2 separate regions of the Capsicum annuum genome follow, and region 2 is linked to region 1. A link is a contact called in public Hi-C data. All regions are on one chromosome and are shown on one strand. Each heading gives the region's core, a stretch centred on a gene start, on an enhancer-like site or on the middle of the called end of the contact. The rest is flanking DNA. Distances are from core to core; before and after follow the strand shown. Region 1 holds the start of LOC107878057 (protein FAR-RED ELONGATED HYPOCOTYL 3). Region 2 has its middle 4.4 kb from the start of LOC107878070.

Region 1 (4,797 bases), core at 1,221-3,720:
GGAGGGATATGGTTAGAAATGAGATTATTCGAGAGAAAGTGGGAGTAACTTTGATGGAAGACAAGATGCGGTAAGTGAGATTGAGATGGTTTGTCCATGAGGTGGTGCACGGATGCCCCAATACGGAGGTGTGAGAGGCTCGCCATGGATGGTTTCAGAGAAAGTAAAGGTGGGCCGAAGAAATATTGGAGAGGAGTGATTAAACATGACATGGAGCAGTTACAACTTACAATGGATATGACCCTTGATAAAAAGGTATGGAGGACGCGAATTAGGGTAGAGGGTTAGTGGGTAGGAGTGTGTCCTTGCCAGTAGAGAAGTGCTTTGTTTGTCGATGTACCTATAGTCATAGTGTTATGCATGTGCCCTGTAGTTTCTTGATTATGGTGTTTTGGTGATGTTTGTGATTTCGGATATACAGTTCGTAGTATTACAATGTGGGTATCTTGTTTCTTTTATTATCCAGTGGTGTGTTACCCCATTTTGTTGTTTGTTTTTATGTTTTCTGCTTGTTATACTATTATTTATCCAAAGCCAGGGGTCTACCAAAACAGCCTCTCTACTTCATCTGAGGTAGTGGTATGAATTGCATACACTTTACCCTCCCCAAACCCCACTTTGTGGGAATGTACTGGCTATGTTGTTGATATGTATAAAGAAGTTAGTATAGCAGTAATGCGCTCATTAATATGACAGAACATGTTGAACCAAGTGTATCAAGGTGAAGAGAAAAGAGATGGAAAATAGATATATCCACATTCTTGTAAGTTCATTAACTTATAACTCTTGTCATATCGCCTCTTGCAAAAATTATCTTAACCAAATAAACAAAAAGGTCAAAAGTATAATAATACCATATCACAATTAAAATTCAAGATTTTTTTGTTTCAATAAATCGTTGGGTGTTAATCAACCGAAGCATAAGGTGCTAACGATAATAAGAGAACTTCACAACAGAGGAAGAGAAAGGTCTCCCAAATGAATTTAACTGACTGTTCATGCATTTATCCTAGGGTGATAATTCTCATCTCAGCACTTACATGTAAGCAGAATCTGAAACATTAATTGGGTGTTCAAGGAACAAGCTGTTTAATTTGCCAACAATTTCGTCAAGTTCCAACAGCAAACTTAGGTTATTCAAATGATGTCTCTATCTGCATAATTCGGTCTTTGCTTTTTTCTGTTCCTTATTTTAGTTGAGTGCAACAAACTTAGCCTCTACCTTTCATCTTCAACTCATTTTATAAATTCGCTCCAAACCCTTTGCACTTCTCTTTTTTGAACTTCAACCCTTTGCACCTTCTAACGTGATTGTCTTATTTTCAATAGGGCAAACCAGCTTGCATCACAAGAGAGGATAGTCTAGCTCATCTTCCCCAATTTTGATTCATTATTCTTTTAACTCAATCATAAAGGGATATGTTAAAGAATATCATAAAGTATTAGAGGAACAAGAAACATGCACCCAAGGGTGTGGCATACTAGTCAATGACTGTCTCAGGTTCAATGCCAAGCAAAGACAAAACATTAAGTGATTTCTTCTCATCTGTCTAATCCTTGATTAGCAAGTGGTAAATGCCAGGTATTCCGTGGAACTAGTCGAGCTGCTCACAAGCTGACCCAACACCGTGGTGATCAAAGAGAAAAGTACAAGAAACAAACACAACATAATGATATCAAGTTATTTAATGATACATTAACTCAAACAGAATACTAAGACTAGCAAATTAATCCAAAATGTACAGACTTACATCTAAATCTATTGTCATGTGGTTGCTATCGTTTCTCTCAATGACTGCCTTGCTTGTCACAATGAACATAAAAATAATCAAGTTATCAAGGCAAACTCCTAACGCAAGATAAAACATTTGTATACAGTAAACAATAAATTACATCATCGGTCGCCTCAATTTGAATAAATCATTTATGGCCGGTTACATTATGATACTCCCTCGTCACAAATTACCCGTCCCAAATTACTTAATTTGATATCCCATTTTACTTTTTTTTTTTAATTAATCAAGACAAAAAATATATTTCCATGATTTACCTTATGTATTACATTAATTATTTTTTCTTCAAATTAAATTATAAACATTATTTAATAGGGTATTATTAATTTGGGACGGAGGGAGTAATTCAAATGAATTAATGAAACGGAAAAGCCATGATCATACTATTGACAGTTATCTTGGTAACAGTGCATATACAAATGTGAAGGGTGGGGGGTGAAGGAAATAGATTGGAAGAAGGAAGCGGAGAGTGGGTTATACCTGAATTTTTTTTTTTTCCTTTGTGCACGCACACACACACTTTCGGATCTGCGATTCTGCAACTGCGAATTCACGCGATGGTCTATGGCGAGTGAACTCTTTTTCTTTCTCCTGATTTAGGGTTTCCTCACCCCCACTTCTATCTTACCAACGCCACTGCAGCGCGTGATTTTTATTTTCTTTTTTCTACTTTTTAAAGAGAAATTTTAAAGAGAAAAATTGACTTATAGGATTCTCAATTCAAGTTTTCTCATTTTAAAATGAGAAATAAAATTAAAAAAAACTTTAAGAAAGAATTGAACTATAATAACATATTAAAAATTATGAAGTTATTTATAAATATATATTTAAAACATAAAATTTTAACTTATTTTTTTAATTTTAAAATTTTTTTTTTCTTCTCTCCAACTTTTTCTCCCCCATTCTTAGTAAAAGTTCATTGTTTCTTCAACTTTCATCTTTTTGAAGCTAGTAAGTATTTTATTTCTAAATGTTTTATCTCCTCCTAAAATTGTATGTTTTCTACTCTCCTTTAATTTTAGTCCTTTTTTTTTTTCAAAAAAAAAAAACGGTTAAGTATATATATGTAATAGATTGGATCAATAATTGACATATATCGATTGGATCGATTTTATATATATGTAATAGATTGGATCAATAATTGACATATATCGATTGGATCGATAATCAATCTTTTCATATATCGTTTGGCTTGATAATTAATCTGTCGGATCGATAATTTATCTGTCCATATATCGATCGGATTGATAATAGATCTGTTTATCACAAATTAAATTTTGAATTAATTTGTAAGATGTGTAAAAGATTTTGATGGAAGAAGTTTTGTTTAAATTTTGTAAGTTGGTGATTTGTAGACTAATTTGTAACTTTTAAAACTTGTATATAAATTTTAAATCACAAAAAAATTTAAATTTTTAAAAGTGGGTCATTTTTCGAAAAAAAATTATAGTCTATTTAATTAAAAAGTAGACTTCAAAAGGTTATTTAACAAAGAATCCCCTTTTTTAGATCTTTTTAGATAGGACTAATACTTTCTTTTCTATTCTTTGCTTTAAAAAAAAACACTTTGTTTTCTTTTCTTTTAATTTAATTTCTTTCCTGTTAATTTAATAAATAAAACAAATTATATTCTGATATTTCAACATAAACTTTATGGAAAAGGGTCAAAACTCTATCGAACCATTTGAAATAGAGTAAATATATTCTTGTTTATTTTTTATCTCAAAAATATCCTTTTCATTCAACTATTGGCTCACTTCTGTCCTCCACTTTAACGAAATGCTTATGTGTACAAGCTATGCCGCGTTTTCACGTAATCTGCTTGATAGCATTCTGTCAAAGTGAATGGTAGAAGTGAATCAATAATTAGAGGAGAAGAATATTTTTGAGATCAAAAGCAAATAAATGATATATTTGCTCCATTTCAAATAGTTCGAGGATAGTTTTCATTTTTTTTATAAATTTTGTAAGTTTTTCCCTTTTGTTATTGAAGTTTTCTTTAATTATTACGAAATATTACAAAATTAAGGACGAATACAATAAACTAAGTCCTTATCAAAAAATTAAACTAAATAAAATATTTAATTAGTCATTGTTGCTTAGCTAATCACAAAAACAGTCTATTAAATAGAGAAAAATAAAAGAGAAAATGGTCAAAAGCTCCCCTCTCCCAACCTTTACCCCAAATATCAACTACACACCTATGCTTTGTGGGGGTCCTATTACCTCTGAACTATTTTAAAGTGGAATATATACCCGTCTAAAAGGTCATATCCAGATTTTATTTCAAGTAGTGACCTGCACGCGCTGCCATGTCACGTCACGTCTCATTTTTTTAATCTAAAAAATTAATTATTTTACTTTATATATTTTTCTTTTCTCGCTAATCTCGGCCATGGCCACCGCTGCCGCCAAGTGACGTCCACTGGAACCTCATATCAAATTTAAAATTTCCAACGATCTTGAAGTCGAAAACAATAAACATTGAATTTATAGTGAACAATATTAATTTTTAAATTTTCAACGATCTTAAATCTGGAAACAACGAATGATAACAATTCCAAAATTTTCGACGATCTTGAAGCCGGAAACAATGAACAATACCGAATTTAAATTTTTCGATGATTTTAAAGTCGGAAACAATAGAGAATTTTGAAATTTTCGACGACCGTGAAGTCAGAAATAATGGACAATACCCATTTTAAAATTTTCGACGATCTTGAAGTCAGAAATAATGGACAATATCGATTTTAAAATTTCAGACGACCTTGAAGTTGAAAACAACGAACAATACCCATTTTGAAATTTCCGACGATCTTGAAGTCGGAACCAATTGATTTTGTGCTTAGAGCTAAGAAAGATAATAAATTAGTCTTGGATGTCATTGATGAGTTCTTGAAATTTTTTGTTTGTGAGAAAGAAGAAAAAGAAGAAGAAAATGAATAAAGAAAAAGAGAAAATTATATATATTTATGTAAAGAAATATTAAAAATAAGTTTTTAAT
Region 2 (4,884 bases), core at 1,854-4,353, 140 kb after region 1:
TCATACCAAATATAAATATCTTCTTCCCTTATCTTCCATATTATCAAATGATCAATAAGGTCCCTTACTTGAAGCACTTTTTCCAAACTTGAGATCCTCTCCCTGATTTCCACATAACTTCTTTAAGATGTAACTTTCTGCAGTACTTATTCAATATAAATTCCTCTCCCTGATTTCCACATAACTTCTTTAAGATGTAACTTTCTGCAGTACTTATTCAATATAAATTCTCTCCATATAGAACTCTTGGTTCTAAAATTCCACCATAGCTTACGAAAAAGAGCTGTTGATACATCTTGTAGCCTTCTAAAACCCAAAACCTCTTTTTTTTTTCTGGCATACATAACTTTTACCAAGCCACCCAATTCTTTCCTTTCCCTTCTATGTTGCTACTCCAGAGAAACTTAGCAAAAGATTTTTGAAGAGCAAGTAACACAGTATTAGGAGGATTCATGACTGACAAATAATTTATAGGCACACTTTGAAGCACATTCTTAATTAGAACAACTCTCCTACCAAAAGATAAAAGCTTTCCTTTCCAAGATTGTAATTTGCTAATGATCCTATTCATAATTTATTAATAATACTACTTCTTATTTCTCTTATAGAATACTGGACATCCTAGGTAGTTGAATGGAAAATCCTTTCTCAAAATTCTAGTAGCCACTTCCACCATTACTGCTGCTCCATTAGACACTTTATCATGAAAATACAAAGCACTCTTATCCTTGTTAATTCTCTATCCAGACACCTCTTCATAGCTGTCTAATGTATTTGTTAGTAATTTTAAGTACCCAGCTCAACTTTACATAAAATGATTATATCATCTGCAAAAGCAAGATGATTGAGTTTAAGACTTTCTCTAGGTATGCCAAATAACTTAAACTCCTTTCTACCCATCAATTCTTTTAATCCTCTAGAAAGGACTTCTGCTGCAATAATAAATAAAGTAGGAGAAAGAAGGTCCCCTTGCTTAAGACACATAGAAGACCTGAAAAACCTCTAGGTTGTCCATTTAGTAATAAGGAGTACCGGTTATTTGATAATAGTCTAAAAATCATATCTATGATTTTTTCACAAAAACCAATCTTCCTTAGCACTTTTGTTAGAAAAAGCCATTCTACTCTATCATAGGATTTCATCATATCCAATTTCATGACCATATTTGGAGGCTTTCCTTTTTTTTTGATTTCAGACACTATTTCCTGCACTACCAATATGTTCTCAGCCGTACTTCTACCATGCACAAATCCAGCTTGCTCCTCAGATACTATATCAGGAAACATACACTTAATTCTTTCATGAATAATCCTTGAAAATATTTTATTCACAAGATTACTAAGTGATATTGGCCTTAGATCTGAAAAATTATTGACCACTAATTTCTTTGATAGTAGTACCAGATTAGTGTGAGTGATAAACCTTTGTAGCCCATAACCACATAAAAAAGCAATTACTATCTGATGAAGATCTTTAGATATGATATCCCAAGCATCCTGAAAGAAAGTGCCAGTCATACCATCTGGACCTGCAGCACTGTTTCTGTTCAAACCCATGACTGTAATCCTTACTTCCTCCAATGTTAGAATCCCTTTCAATTCTGTATTTTGCTCTTCTGATATAACAGTTGGTAGTGCTTCCAACATTGAGAAGTCCTCAGCATCCCCTTGCTTCTGGAATTAATTATGATAGAATACCCTTGCAGCTTCAGCAATATCATCTTGATTTCCAACCAAAATCCTTCATCATTCTTAATTCTTTTAATCTTCAAAATAGTAATTTTTCCCTTCACAATAGCATAAAAAAATCCCATGTTCCTTTCTCCATCCTTGAACCACTCAAAACCAATTTTTTGTTTCCAGAAATTCTTCCTTTTCAATTGCATTATCAAGTCTGCCTGTGCCTTGAATAATACTGCCCTATTCTCCCCAGAAGGATCCTCTTCAAAATGCCTCTCCCTAAACTTGATCACCTCTTCAAGTGTAGCGATCTCGTGGAAAATATTCCTAAATGTTTGCTTAATCCATCGAGTCAATGCAACCTTGGTTCTTTTCGGTTTTTGATGAAAGATCAAGAATGGATTACCTTCAATTTCTACCTTCCAATTCTACTTTATAACCTCCAAATAAGATTCTTCCTTAAGCCAGAAATTAAGAAACCTAAATGGCTTAATCAAATTATCCTAATTAGTGTTGCAGTAAAGAAACATTGGTGCATGGTCAGAACCACTTCTTGGTAAATTTTCCACTTCCATCATAGGAAACAACTCCTGTAGCCTATCATTGCAAAGGACCCTATCAAATCTTTTGAAAATATAGTCTCCATCCACTCTTCCATTCCACCAAGTAAACTTGCTCCCTGCAAAAGCAATCTCTTCCAGGTTGCAATTGCCAATACAATAATTAAAATCTTGAGTTTCATCAAAGGTCATAGGTAATCCTCCCAATTCATGACTTATGATATTAAAATCTCCACCTACAATCCATAGTTCATCTATTGTACCCCTTATTGCCTCAATAGAATTCCATAAAAGAACTCCCTTCACTTGACTACATTTACTATAAATTAAGGTAACAACAATCACCACTCCTGCATTCTGTTTCTTTAAACTGAGTGTAAGTTATTATTCATCATCATTGATAATAGAATACTCCACATTTGATTCCATAAAATCCTAAATCTTGCCTAACATATTAACTGCAGCATGATGCTTTCCCAATCTACTTATATAAGTTTTAATAGTTTGCCCGTCCTGAAAAGGTTCCATAAGCCCAATGAAACTAAACTGATACCTCTTATGCATTGTTATCAACATTGTAAAAGCGTTCTGTGTGTTAACAACCCTTATATTCTAGATTAAAGCATACATTGTGTGGTTGTTTTTGAGGTGTCACTCTGTCTTCATTGAACTGGCACTTATCTATTTAGATTTTTTTCCCATATTTTTCATGTTTTGTCTTTAATGACTTGATTTGATTAGGAGATAAATCTCCTCTTACTACTGCCTAATCTATATTGTCTAACAAATTCTCAATATCCATATCCTCCTTATTGCTATTAGAAACTTTCATCATATTCCCTGCTCCTATTGCAAGAGGTCGTATATCCTCCAATATTTGTTCCTGATTTGACTTATTCTACAACACCACAAGCTCTCTTGATGCATTTTGATCTTTTTCTTCCTTCTTTGAACATTGCTGCAACTGATTATTATTTGTTGTTGTACTTTGTGCGTTATTGTTTACTGCCCCCTGCATCATTTCCTTATTGCCTTCTTTTACATTTTGCTGAACTTCGCCTTTAACTTTGCTGATCTGTATTTCTTTTTTAGGTATAGTATCTAAATTTTTAAACTTCTATTTACCCAATCTTTAGTACTCTCCTTCTCCTTTACACTTTTGGAATTCTCTTCTGAGTTGTCCTATTGTTCAAATACATCAAAAGCATTTGAAGTTTCTATTATAGTATCTTTGTCCTTTATCTCTCCAACAATATGACCATATTGGTCCTTTTTATATCTTCTCTTTCTTTGTCTCCATTGGTTACTATTATCCTCATCATCTGCATTCTTTTTTTCTTTTTTCTTGGTCCTTGGCATCTTCCTTATTCTTGTCCTTTTTTTGTTTTTGCTCATGCATCTGGTCAAATAACTCAGGGTGAATTGTCCAACATTTATCCTTATCATGCCCTTGTAAACAATATTCTTTGCAATACTTAGGCTTGTAATCATATTGAATTTGTATCCATTTGGACTTAATGTTCCCTGAGACATCATTTTCCTTATTAATTTTAATTCTATGTGGTAGCTTAGCAATCATATCCACCTCTATATTTACTCTTGCACAACGTGGTCTGTATGATTATTTGTGTCCATGTCCACTACCAAAGGCTTGCCCACTGCAAATGCAATTAAGAATATGGCTTCCTTAGCAAAAAAATTGGGCGATAGATCTAGTAATGATATCCATGCCACCCCCACTGTGGTTTCAACATCAGGCTCGAATCATGGATCCCATTTAAGAGTCCTTATTTTCCAATATCCCTTGATTTGATATAATATGCTGTCGTTGATAACAATTGAACATAATCCTCCAGTTAATTCAAACGAATCAAAATATTCCTTGAATCTAACATGCCTATTATACAATCTCCTTTAACCCCACATTGCTTTGGAATTATTTTTCTCAGTTCATTAATATCTGGTTTCTCATAAGAGAACTTACCAATAGTGGCATATTGTAAATTCTCCTACATAATTAAAGTTTTCACTTCTGAGGATTTCCACATAGTAGAGGTCTCTCCATGCAACATAACTACGGGTTTAGGTGGTACCCTAATGTTTTCATGCACGCATGGTTTAGGTTTTAGTAGATCAGCATATTTTTGAGCTGGAGCAATACTGTTGTTATCAGTAATCCATTTAGGAGGGTCCTCCGGTGGGATAGGCCCACCAGAAGTATCATCCATAGTGATCAAAAAAGTTTTAACGTAAAGGGTTTTGCATGCTCCGGCTAGGGTTTAAGTTTGACTCAATAGACTATGTGTTTGATAATTGTAATTGTTAATTATATTGAATTTGAAATCACTTTTAGCGTATTATTTTGTTACAGTTTATAGGTGATAGATAAATATTGGTCGAGTTTGATTTATGTAAAGGTTAAGTTTAATTTTATTATTTTGATATCTCTATTATCGTATTATTTTGTTATTGTTTACACGTGGTAGATGAGTGTCGGATGACTTTAAAATTTTTTTGTCTGTAAAGATTAGATTTAATTATATTATTTTGATGTCTCTATCATTGTATTATTTTGTTGCAATTTACAGATGGTACATGAATGTTGATCGACTATTAAAAATATTTTTGGTAAAGATTAGGTTTAA

The links. A called contact is a pair of places that touch in the nucleus more often than the background predicts.
Region 2: a Hi-C map of leaf shows a contact between it and region 1, with 2.5 times the contacts expected there. The contact joins the enhancer-like site here to the promoter of LOC107878057 in region 1. A contact is called at or near these places in 5 of 5 Hi-C or Micro-C datasets (bud, leaf, pericarp and 1 more).

The regions. Positions count from the first base shown.
Region 1 is chr7:59,000,327-59,005,123 of UCD10Xv1.1, forward strand. LOC107878057 (protein FAR-RED ELONGATED HYPOCOTYL 3) reads right to left here and starts at 2,471. Exons shown (of 10, transcript XM_047393551.1): 1 at 2,274-2,471.
Region 2 is chr7:59,136,673-59,141,556 of UCD10Xv1.1, forward strand. No RefSeq gene overlaps it. Among protein-coding and RNA genes, the nearest start is that of LOC107878070, 4.4 kb to the left of the region's middle. Within about 2 kb of position 3,104, at least 2 of the 5 cell types and tissues checked have an H3K27ac peak or open chromatin away from gene starts, as enhancers often do. A contact at or near this core is called in leaf, where this site is marked.